Regions from separate parts of the Mus musculus genome. Here region 1 is linked to region 2. A link is a contact called in public Hi-C data. All regions are on one chromosome and are shown on one strand. Each heading gives the region's core, a stretch centred on a gene start, on an enhancer-like site or on the middle of the called end of the contact. The rest is flanking DNA. Distances are from core to core; before and after follow the strand shown. Region 1 has its middle 76 kb from the start of Gm34554. Region 2 has its middle 12 kb from the start of Dlk1.

The links. Hi-C and Micro-C count contacts between places; a contact is called where the count stands out from the background.
Region 1: a contact with region 2 is called in a Hi-C map of the N1E-115 cell line, with 2.2 times the contacts expected there. The contact joins two enhancer-like sites. A contact is called at or near these places in 1 of 15 datasets of contacts at CTCF or cohesin (large pre-B cells), 2 of 484 Hi-C or Micro-C datasets (the N1E-115 cell line and nephron progenitors) and 1 of 115 datasets of contacts at active chromatin or transcription factors (large pre-B cells).

Annotation. Positions count from the first base shown.
Region 1 is chr12:109,843,211-109,849,206 of GRCm38.p6, forward strand. No RefSeq gene overlaps it. Among named protein-coding and RNA genes, the nearest start is that of Gm34554, 76 kb to the right of the region's middle. Within about 2 kb of position 2,616, at least 33 of the 459 cell types and tissues checked have an H3K27ac peak or open chromatin away from gene starts, as enhancers often do. A contact at or near this core is called in the N1E-115 cell line, where this site is marked.
Region 2 is chr12:109,438,211-109,444,567 of GRCm38.p6, forward strand. No RefSeq gene overlaps it. Among named protein-coding and RNA genes, the nearest start is that of Dlk1, 12 kb to the right of the region's middle. Within about 2 kb of position 3,386, at least 68 of the 459 cell types and tissues checked have an H3K27ac peak or open chromatin away from gene starts, as enhancers often do. A contact at or near this core is called in the N1E-115 cell line, where this site is marked.

The sequences.
Region 1 (5,996 bases), core at 1,366-3,865, 400 kb after region 2:
TGCAGACATCTCCTAACATCCCAATAACACTTGGACCAGGAGGCAGGTGTTAATTTACACCCTTAACTCAAAAGATTGAAGTCAGGCGAGTGAATAAAAATGGAGAATAATTAATTAGAAGGGAATATAAAAAGTTCAGAAATGTTCTCGCCGTGGTAAAAGGCTCCAGGGGGGGAATTGGCATCTAAGAGATAATGAAACCTCATCTCGTTTCTAATCCGAGCAGTGGCCACTGAGCGCATCAAATGGAATAAAAAAAAATAGAAATTGACAACGGCTCTAAAATTGCTTATTGATGAAATCACAGAATTATGTGATAGAAAAATCAATTAAGTAACAAGAGGTGAGGCCCCTGTAGGAGGGAGAAGCTTGGAAATTAACAAAGGAAATTGACTTGGGTGGTGAGAAAAAGGTTAGAGCTTATCTTGCCACAGGAAAAGTAAAAATAGAAGGGCTACTTGGAAAAGCTGTATTATTAAATAAAACGTAGGACGGAAGAGGGGCTTGAAAGTTGTCCTCACCAGGGGAAGGCGGCGTCTCAAAATAGAACTGGACACCATGTGCCTGCTCCAGCTCAAGTGCCAAATCTGAAACTCATGGAGAAAATCAACAGGACAGGAGACTCTAAGCCCATGTTGATGTCTTTCAGCTGGGGAAATTGAGGCTCAGGGGGATAGGCCTGTGAAGGATACCAAGCTTGCTCTTCCTTCTTTCCTTCTACTGAGAGGGGAAGACAGAAAAAGAAACATAGGCAGAGAGACATACATACATAGAAAAGGAAGGAGGGAGAGAGGAAGAGAGAGAGAGAGAGGAGAGAGAGAGACAGAAGAGACAGACATACACACATAGGGAGGGAGGGAGGGGAAGAGAGAGAGAGGGGATTCAGGGTCAGACAGAGAGACACAGAGAGGAAGAGATAAAGAGTTAGACACAAAGTCAAACATGGAGACAGAATGGGAAAGGCAGAGAGGGAGAGACGAAGACACACAGTAAGAAACAAAGTGTGCAAGAGACAGGACAGACTAGATGGTGACCTGATGGACCAACCAGACTGGACGGAAGGTGCCTAGGATGTCAGTGAAGCCCATGAGGGTTTTCCCAGAGTAGATCAGCTTCTGAGGGCTCGGACCTAAGGAGTAACGGAATCCATCGATGGATTCTAATTTGAGCCAGCCATTGAGAAGTCAAGGTCATGGACCTGTGGAAGGTGCAGCCTGGGTTGAAAGAGCAGGTCACTTGGGGCATGTCCCATTACTGTTCTGCTTCCTGGCCACTGTGAGGTGTAAGCTATCCCCCACATACACCTGTTGCCACGAGGCTCTGACCTCTAAGCCAATCAGCAGAACCTAGGGACTGTGGGTTACTCCAAAACCATGAGCTGAAACCATTCCCTCTTAGGAGAGTGTCTGGTTCTTTGGTCATGTCTCTGCAGACCTCATTCCTATGCTAGGTAAGTCGATACCCACGGCAGGGGTGGGGGTGGGGATGGAGCTCCATTCTTTAGCAGTAGGATGGCCCAAGATGGCACTCCCCTCTCAAAGGAGAGAGAGAGAGAGAGAGAGAGAGAGGAAGAGAGAGAGAGACCAAGCTGCCAAGTCCCATGACCCAGACTTCACAGAGCAAAACCAAAGAAGTCTCCCTTTCCAGACCCTGAACATCCATCTCTCTCTCTTTCGGTGACAGCCAACAGCCCCACCCACTCTGCCTGGCTCAGAACTGCACACAGGAAGCATTCCTATGCACTCCCATGCCCATGCCAACAAGCCTCATGGCTGGGGCTTGAATGGTCATTTGGGAATTTTCCAGCTATCATCTCTTATTTGAAAAACAATGTCACATTTATAAGGGATGTGAGCATCGGCGGAGCTGGGGTCTGGAACCAACCTCCCATGGACCCTGAACTGTGAACATCGCTGATCTTGAATGAGCACGTGACAGCCTGTGGCAGGGCCCCTTTTCCCAGAGCCCCATGGCTGCCTGAACTCTGCTAGGCCCTCCCTCATGCTCTGGGGAAGCCCCTTCCTATGGAGATGCCTTGGCAGATTTGGTCCCTCAAGACCAACCTCCTGCATGAACTAGCCCACTGCCCAGCACGGAGCAAACATGTCAGTTTGGCAGGACAGATGTGTATTCAAATGTCAATCAGGGTCCAGGGTGAGAGGTTGGCCTGCTGAGTCCTAGGGCCCCTTCCTTTTCAGAGAACAGCCATATAGAAAGTTTCAGTGTGTGTATCCCAGCAATGGAAATGGGAACGTTAACTGACCCAGGCTAGGCCCACAGGCCCTGACAGTGCTGCTCTGATTGACAGGAACACAGCTAGGCCAGAAGTGGCACTTGGCATGTTAGAGACAATATGTCCCTCCACGCTGTCCTTTCCAGGGTGAAAATTGGATCTTCTCACCAGGCGCTACAAGCAATTTGTTCCCCTGCGGGGGCTGTGCCTCTAATGACATCAGCAGAGAAGGCCGCTCTGAGGCCCACTGCTGTGTCCAGAGAGCTGAGGCAGAGGCCACTCCCCAGATGCATGGATTGTGGCCAGAGTCCCTGAGGAGCCACAGCAGGCATGCTTCGCTGAGGAGTGAGTAGGCTTCCTGGGTTCAGCAAGCAGGCAGCTGCTGTTGAGTCAGGACACCATGGCAACTCCTGTGTCTGGACCTGGCACCCCTACCCCTACCCCCACCCCCACCCCCACCCCGACACACACACATCCAACTCTTACTAATACCTCTCAGGACCCAGCTATTGAATGTTTATAGTGATCAAATTCACTTTACAAAGATCTTTGTAGCCAGGCTATTGAAGGCTGATTAAAAGGCCATGTGAAAAGTAACTTGATAGTCCTAAATGTATTTCTCTCTCTCTCTCTCTCTCTCTCTCTCTCTATCTCTCTCTCTCTCTCTATCTCTCTCTCTCTCTCTCTGTGTGTGTGTGTGTGTGTGTGTGTGTGTGTGTGTGTACATACATTTAGAGAGGTCAGAAGATAACCTTTTATAGTTGATTCTTATTCTTCTATCATTTGAATCTCAAAGATCAAATTCAGGTCACCAGGCGATACCTTTAGCTCCTGAGCCATCTCGTTGGCCCACAAATGCGTTTTCAACTGAGCGTATTCCTTAATTGAGCCAGGATACTGTTGAGGGTGCTCCTGTGGTTTGAATAAAAGTGGCTTCCAGACTCGTGTGTGTGAACCCTTGGCATCTAGTCTGTGGTGTTCCTTAGGAAGGTTGGGGAGCCTTCAGGAGGTGTAGCTATACTGGGGCAAGTCTGTCACTCACTCTTGCTGCTTCCTCGATGGGGAGGAGATAGAATGAGACAGTTCTCTGAGTTTCAGGATGATCTTGGGCTCCTCCCACCATGCCCCTCCTGCCATGACAGTCTGTGTCCCACTCCGGGACTGCGAGCCGAAAAGCAAAATCTACAAAGAGCAAAAACATCTTTCCCTAATTTGCTTTTTTTCAGGATGTATTTATTACAGCAACAGAGAACTAACACAGACGATCCCCACAGAAACCATCATTGGAGCATGCGTGTGAGGGCACCGTACTATGAACGTTCACTGAAGCACTTTTGGTACAGAGGGAAAATAAAATAAAAACTCCAAAATTCAACAGAGGAGATAATGCTCAAAATAAAGTGTCCACATAGTAAAGTATTATGCAGCCAGGAAAAATGTAGTTAATCTCCAAGGGGGGGGGGGGGGAAAGTCCTTGAGTAAAACAAACCATTGTAGGGTAACCAGAATGCTATCTGTGGGAGAGGGTCCATGTATGTGCATAGGCAAAGAAAAATGGCTGTCCAATAAGCCTTTGATGCTGGATTCTCAAACAGGTTTCTACAACAACAGAGGTAACAGAAACAGAGAGCATAAGCTTTTCTCAGGTGTTTTCTGTACCCCACTCCACCGCAGCTGGATGTTAGGGTGTTGGGCTGTGGCCCTGAAGTCTGCCTATGGGGACCTGTTGCTTCTATACTGTTTTGGTAACTGAGGTGGGATATCACCACAGCCAGGCTGCCCTGGAACTCCTGGGCTCCAGTGGTCATCTCGCCTTAGCCCACAAAGGCTGTGACTACTGTTTAACAGCCATGGGGGAAGGGGAAGGGGCAGGCTGAAGCAGGTAGGAGACATTCAGGTTGCCTTCTCAGGAGTCCTTTCCTGGGAAAAGAGAAGAAGGAAGGAAGGCCCCAAGGACCCTTCATGCCCCACAAGAGACTGTAGCATGGCCTGCTGGGAAATCCCAGTCACAATGAAACTGCAGGCACCAGGGTGAATATTCACTAAGCTCTCACAGAGCCTTCTGAGGATGGGAGGCTGATCAGAAGGAGATCTGGCTGCTGTGAAGAGAGAGACAAGCCTGTTTTGCCTTCACAGGTGTTGACTTTTTCAAACATGAGCTCATGAGGGTGTTTATAGGAAAAGCTGCTCACAGGCAGGGGGACTCAGAGGAGGCTCTCACAGGGTGGGTGTTTAATACAGCACCTTTCATGTTGAATGCCAACTGTGGAGCTGTACACAGGAGGCAATACAGAACCCAGAGGGATGGGAAGACCAAAGGGAGGGACAAGATGATGCAAACTTAGCAAAGGATGGCTATGCTGAAGCACGGGCCAAGAGCATGGGAATAACAAGGGGGTCAGAGGTCAAGTTTGGTAGACTAGAGCATAGTAGGAGAGGAGGCAGGAAGGACTGCACAGAGCAAGCTGGGCCAAGCAAACAGCCCTGATCAGGTTAAAACCGAATAGACAGAGGAAAAAGAAGTGTGGTGTGTGTGTGTGTGTGTGTGTGTGTGTGTGTGTGTGTGTGTAGGGGAGCGTGGTTGTTCCAGTGAAGGCAAGGACATTGGAGACAGAGTAGACTGGCTTCCTGTCTCTTGTATTAGCTACTGTTCTGCTGCTGTGTCAAAACACCATGAGCGAGGGAACTCATGGAAGGAAGAGTTTATTTAGGCTTACAGCCCCAGAGGGTTTGACTGCAGTAGGACAGGAGATCTGGAAGCAGAAGCAAAAGAAGCAGACAGATCACCTCAGGGAAGCATGAAGCAGGATGCAGACTGGGAATAAAGTGAGACTGTATATTCTCTGGGTCGTTCTTCCTCTCACACGATGGTGTCTCCCAAACCTTCTCAAACAGTGCCACTAGCCAGGGACTGAGTGTTTAAATGCCTAAGCCTGTGGAGGACAGTCCTCACTAAGTCACAACCGTTGTGTTCAGGAATGCTTGTAGGGCCTGCGGCCAAGGTCTCACAGGATCCCATGCCTGCCCAGGGAGGTTCATCGGTAGAAGGAGATCAGTGGGCAGAGAGCCCTGGGCCAGTGCACTCCAGCTCTACTCCGACTCTGGCTGGTCTCACACTGGCTTTTCCTGCCCCACAGAGTGTTCAGTGAGGTCTGCAGGACTATGAAAAGAACACTCAAAGCTCCTTCTAATCAGTTCTAGAAAACGATGCCAAGCCGGGCACCAGCCATGGGATATGGGCACCAAAACGGGCATAATAGAAGCACAGACCCAGAGGTCCATCCCAGCCAGAGGCCAGGCAGCATCCTGCATACAGGCCCAGAAAGGAAACCTACTTTCTCACAGCTCTGGAGGTTGGTGTGAATTATAAGAGTTGTAAGGCTACCTCCAATGTCAGGAGAGAGGGGAGAAGCTGTGGCTCTAGGGTGGAGACTATACCTGATGCAGGTTAAGACCTAGAGGTCTGCTGCAGCCGAAGCCCTAGACCCAGGATGGACACAAGACTATTCAGGGTGAGGGCCAGAGCTGCAGAGTTCCTCAACTCGTGGAGATAGAAGTTGCAGGCCAGGGGAGTAGGCCAAGTGCCCTGATGGGATAAGGGCAGGAGCCCCAGGGAGGAAGAAGGTAAAGAGGACCAAGGGTTAGGCTCACAGACACAGGAGGTCCCATGGATACAGGGAGGAAACCAACTACTACATTTTAATTCTATCTCCAATGCTGTAAATGTGCCCCGCTGAGAGAAGAAAGGAGACATGAATGTAAA
Region 2 (6,357 bases), core at 2,136-4,635:
CAGTCCCCGCCCACTCAGCAGAGGTGAATGCAGTAACAGTTTCTTGTGTGATCTTCCTGAAACATCTATGTCTGTGTAAACATATACATAGAAAAGTGGATCTGGTACGTTCCCTTTCACACTACATAAATGAGTTCATTATATACACACTGTTCTGTCTGGAGCCTTTCTTTCTTTCTTTCTTTCTTTCTTTCTTTCTTTCTTTCTTTCTTTCTTTCTTTCTTTCTTTCTTTTTTTTTTTAAATCTTACCACTACTCATCTTGGGGATATGTGAATGTATTTTCCCTGTCTGTGTTAAACGGAACAGACGCAGGAGTGGGAGGGGGACTTGCTAAGGAGGAGAACTGCCTTTAAACTTCTACTTCTGTGTCTCTCCTCTATCTTCCCTACTCCAGCCACGCCCCACAGCACCCCACTCCTCTTCCTCTACCCCATCTCTGCCCCTTGGCCTTTCAGCTGTCGCCATGCCCTTCTTCCACCATGGCTGCCACGGTGACCGCTGGGGCTTCTTAAGGCTCTGACCTTGTAGCTTCACTTCTTGGAACCTGCCTGAGCTTTTCCTGTGGCAATGCCCAGTAAGGTCATGTTGGGGACCCCTCCAAGCTTCACCTCCTTAGGGACAGCTGCTCCCCTCACTCTTCTGAGACTCAGCTCCCAAAATAGCCAGGCGCCCGGGTGCCTGGCCTGCCCTGGCTGGGCTTCCTCCTGTTGCCGGGAAGACCTCCCCCTCCCCTGAATTGGCACACTCCTTTGAACCTATCAAGGCCCATCTCTACCTCCACTGGGATGTCTTCCAAAGGCCCTGCTGGGGCCTAGTGGCTCTCCTGGGGCCCAGCTAGAGTAGCTCACACAGTCTGACCTGACCTGCGTACTCTGTCCGTCTCGGGGCTGTTGCCCAGGGCTGGGGACTCTACTTCAGTTGTTGTGGCCTGTTCTTCCCCGCATACATTTTCCTTCCACTAGGCATGTAGCAGACTAGAATGTGCTTACAAGGTCTGCTCCACGTTGCTCCCACTTCAAAGGCCCAGTAACAAGGTTAGAGAGGGGCCAAGAAGGGTGTCCAGCGTGCTAGTGTCTATCTATGTTTCCTTAGCTCTGAGACATGAAACTCTAGACACGATCCTCTTTTCAAAACTCTTGTTTCTTCCTCCAATATGGGAGCTGAAGTCCACACTCAGGCTATCAGTTCAGACACTCTTTAGAGCCTTCCAGACTTGCCAGTGGCATTCCCAGTGCTGAGCAGTGGCTTTACCAGCGAGCATGCCAAATGAGCTCTATTCTTCTCTAGGCTCTGCATAAACGGCCAAGCTGGAACTTGTTGGGATCTTTTGTCCAGGCCAGACTCTACAGGACACACTTGTGTCCTGACAAGTGGCAGAAGTGAACAAGTAAACAACAGGGATTGAATTCTGGGGCGGAGGCAAGTGGCCACATGGGACATGAGCCTCTCAGTGTCTGGGGCAGCACAGGAGGAAGACCCCAGGGAAGACAAGAAGGGACAGAGGGACATCTGACCTTGCCCTAGTGGACACCAGTTTACGGTGGGCTTTATTGTAACTGTCTCCAAGGTCAGAGGAGATATTAAGGCTCTGGGCAGGAGTGCAGAATTGTGCCAGGCCCAACACTGGGATCCACAGGCTCCTTCTCCACTCGCCCATGGACTCCTATGGCCAGTTCCCAGGTTGACACTCCCGGACCCTCTTTGAATTTGTTCCATGGATGATGCTGTTGATCCCACGGTCAGATCTGTCCTCTGTGCTGGTTTGCCCTGCCTTCCTAGTATGGCTATCAAGAGCTTCTCAGTGTCCTTTCTGAGAGAGAGCCACCACAGATGTTTCCACAAAGTCGGGGCCAGGGAACACACGGATGCCCCCATCTGTGTCTGCAAAGCCCTCCCTGCCTGCTCTGTCTCGACAAGTGGGGGTTGGGGGCTGAGAGACCTGGGGGGGAGGGGAGACAGGCAGATGTGGAACCTGGGAACACGGCCAAGGCTTTGTTCCGGACAGTCTTCTCTATCATAAGCAGAACTAAGGAGCAGACAGGAGCAGAGAAGCTCCGAGATAATTTGGGGCTCCAGGGTACCCACAAGCAACCCACTAGCCAATCATGGTCAGGACATCCCAAGCAGGTGGCCTGGCTGCCCCCACCCTTGAGAGAGGCTCTGTCACCCTGAGGCTCAATGGCTACATTCCATGGTTGTAATAAGGACAATTTGGGCAGGTAGTGGTAACATACTCCCTTGTCCTTCTGTTTCAGGCTCTCCCTGTGGCCCACCCTCCCCCAACCCTTTCGAGGGGCTATGGGCATATAGTGCCTTAGCCTCCTCTTTCAGAGATCCATGGAATGAATATGTGACAACTGTTCAATCAAAGTCCTCGAAACTGAGTACTGGGGTGCCTGACTACAAATGGGAAGTCAAGTGGCTATGGAGTCCTTGGAGTGGGAGGCAGACAGTTGTGGCACCCTTCAGATCACATGGAAAGGGTGACCACCTCCTTCAGTTTCTCGGCAACCCAATCCTGCCTGAGGAAGAGCAGTATTTAAACACCCACTGTTGCTCTCTGGGCCAATCTGTAGCTTTACTCTAGGAACCTCCCCAGTGAAAGAGAGAGTCTCATTTTCCCTAAGGAACAGCCAGGATTGTGTCTGTAGCCTTGGCAGGATAAGGACAGGGAGGTGACAGATCCTGTCTAGACCTGGCCATGATGGTAGAAGATCTGTCAATAAAGAGTTGTGCCCCCCCCACACACACTCTTCTTAGATGAGGGGAGAATAGAGGCATTGCTTCTTCTCATAGTCAGCCCAGACAGGAGGATAGGGATGGATAGACAAACAGACTGTCTGCCCAAGGTCCTTGGTGAAGGAAGCATTGGGGAAGAACAAGGGTCTTATGGGACTAGGAGATGGAAGGCATGAGCAAGCAGGTGGTATTTAGGGGCATAGGTAGAGACAGGACAGTCCCTGCAAGATCCCCAATGTGTGGCAGAGCCAAGTACATATGGAGGGGACCCTCTGGAGGGCATGCAGCGGGGTCTGGGATGAAGTTGGGCTACAGAAAAGCATAGAAGTCTCTAATACAGCTGCCAGGGGCCACGAAGTTCCTGGCTCCCTGGCCCTGCCACCCATCTGTCCCAACTCTGCAACTTCAGTGGCCACAGGAAGCACAGGCCTTCCCTGGCCTCAGAACCAGTCATGAGGTTTTTTTTCCTCAGAGTAGTGTTGTAGTTGAATCCCTTAACTGTCGGTTACTGCTCCCCACACAGACAGTTTATTAAAAACTGGGCCAAGTTAAAAATACTGGCATCGAGGAAGTACAGGCACCCCAAACTACCAGAAAGCCGCAGCTCCTCCCAGGGGAATCCCTGCCCACGGCCTGTGTGTAGCCCAGCTGGCAGGCAACCTGCCAGCTCCACGGAAGGGGACAGAACAGCCCCTCCCAGCTGCTCCAGCTCTGTTCTGCCTGAACTGAACACCAGCCTGGGACCAGGCCCGGCACCCCTGGGTGCTAAAGAGGTCTGGACTGGGGCCAGATGGAACCCCTCCCCACCTTGAAGTGAAGGCAGGGTTAAACACATTCACATACCCACCCGCCACCCATTTCTTAGCACTGAGATCCACTCCAGGGATAAGGAACAGGACTCTGTAGAGAAGTCCCTAGAAGGGGGTCCTGTCTGGCATGGGAGGGACTGAGGGGTAGCTACCAGATGAGACTCTCTGGTAGCCCCAAAAAGACCCCTTTGATGGTCACAACAAGAGAGATATACCTTTCCTGTAGAGTGAGTATTCTCCCTAGCTCTCCGCCCACACATTACACACTAAATCAACAAATGCTCTCTGGGCCCCAACGGTGTGTCCAGGATACAGATGAGAACCGGGCACCAGCTAGATCTTTCAGAGGCTCTGGATACTTCCCAGTGCGCAAAGTGGCTCACTAGCCTCCGAGGCAGAGCGTGACAAACGCCAGGTTCTGTGTAAATAAAATCAATGCGAAACCACTTTGAAAGTTAAAAGCACAATTAACGCCCAAGTGTGCCTACTACAAGGCCAGTGGCAGAGAGTATCCAACAGGCTGGGCTCCGCAGCATGGCTGTTCTCTTTGCCAGTGGCACCAGAGGACAGATGGAAGGGGCTCACGGTACATTGACTCACTGCCCGTGTCGTTCCCCCCCACCCCCAGCCCCTCCTCACCCCTGCAAATGCTGCAGACTCAATTAAAGAGCTCGTGGAAGTGTCGGTTCAAATCCTAGTCTCCCTAACTCGCCAGAAACTCTCAGAGGAGCAGGCTGCATTTGCCTCATTCAATTAATCATGTAGGTGCTGGATCATCACCTGCAGCCTCTTCAGCCCACAAACACCCTTGGGTCCCTCTTACAGTTAAGTGAAGGCCTAGGCTCCCACGCACGCACTCACTTAGACATTAAACTGTGCATAGTCTCTGCATCCTGGAGCCCTTGGCTACCTGTCTCCATCTTTTGCTTTTTTCCCTGTGGCCACAGTTGGTCCTCTCCTTTTCTGCATCTCCCTACAGTCCCAATCACACAGCGTCTATGTTTTCATTTTCTTAATCGATGTCCCTACGACATTGGGGACCTACGAGGAGTGCCTCCTTCACTCTCTCTGGGTGTCTGGAGTCCCGTTGGGTTTTTTTGGTTTGTTTGTTTGTTTGTTTGTTTGTTTGTTTTTTCATGAAAAGGATTGAAGAAGGGTGCTTAGGGACACCAGGCAAGGAGCCAGTCGTATGAGCGGCTGACACTTGGCCAAAACGGAGACTGGAACACAGTCGTTAAGGGCACTTGATGCTTTTGCAGTTCTTGGTTCAGTTCCCAGCACCCGTGTGGTGGTTCAAGATCCAACACCTTTTTTTTTTTTCCCTGTCCTCCTTGGGCACCAGGCTCTTATGTGGTGAACACATATGCACACTTAGGAATAACACAAAACCCAGGAAAGTCCCGTGGGCTTCTCTAACTTGCAAAGCCTCCACCCCTGACCCTTTGTGTCTAGACCTGGTGAACTTGGCCATCACCTGGGATGGAGGTCAGATCCTGTGAGCTGGAGCTTCCTCCACTGAAGCACATAGCTTCTCTACTAGCTTTGAGTTTCCAGCCCAGGTACTGATACCCCCTAGGCCTGTAGGGTAACTGGGCCTGCTGTCATCTGTCTGTTTTTTTTTTTTCACCTCACCCACTTTGCTGTAAATAGTCTCTCTAATAAGCTCTCTCTGATCTCACCATCTTGCATGAACCATCTGTCTTGTGCTGAGCCCTGCCTGGGAGGCCCTGATTCACACAGACCTCCCCAGTCTTGCCTCTTAGCTCACAGGGTCTGTTAACTCTCGCTGTCAAGCAGGGAGATTGGGCCCGGATCTCCAGAAGTGGATGCTGGCCTGTAGAGTCCATTTTAGATCCTAGGTGCTGGTTCTAGAGGCCTTGGGTCCAGGTCTTGGCTGGTAGGTTGCCGACTTGATTTGTTATCAGACTTTCCACAGTGCTCTCTCACCCTGCCAGCAGCGGAGTATTTTGTCAGAGGCCAGACTCCTTGAAAAAGTGCTCATCAGAGGCCAGAGGCTTCACATTCACTGAAAAGCAACCCCCTCCAGCTCCCCCCCCCCATCTCATGACCCCCATGCCCTTGCTGGCTTCCTGTTCCTTGGCCTGTACCAAATCTTAAAGATGCTGTCAACAAGAAAACAAACCAAGCAAACCCAGACAGTGTGGAGATGGGGCGCCCACATGCCACACCAGGATGAGGGAGAGGGAAGGTCAGGGGTTGGGTCTTGTTGCTGCCCCTCAGGCTGGGAGTCAGAATGGAGTAAAATACAGTTGGAAATAATTGGCCCGTTACAGGGAGGTAACGAAAAGCCGTTGAAAAGAAACTTACGGAGGAATCAATGTAAGGCTGAAGGCAACTCTTCCTAGTGAAGAGAAGCTCACTTGCTTAAAGGACAGCTTCTGAGGGGCCCTGTCTCCCCAAGCAAGCCCAGGACTTCCCTATTGATTCTTTCATAAGACGTTGCAATTCGATTCCACACAAACTTAACGAGAACCTACTGTGCACTAAATTCATAGCTTGGAGCCCCGAGAAAGCTAATTTTCCTCCTAAGTCTGGCTCATCTGTGGGAGAGCTAAGGGAGACTTCACTGCTCTGCGGCAAAGCCTCTCTGATCCTTGCTTGCTATCATGGTGGTGAAAGGGGTCAGGCAGGTCATGGCCAGAATGAGGCTTAGAAATGGGGTTAGTATCTGGGATGCCAGTAGGTCTCAGACTTGGGACAGGCTTTAGATAATGAGGAGGACAGGGGGGAATCAAAGTTGAGTTCCAAGGTAGGAAAAAGAGAGAAAGGAAATAAGCCATTGTGTA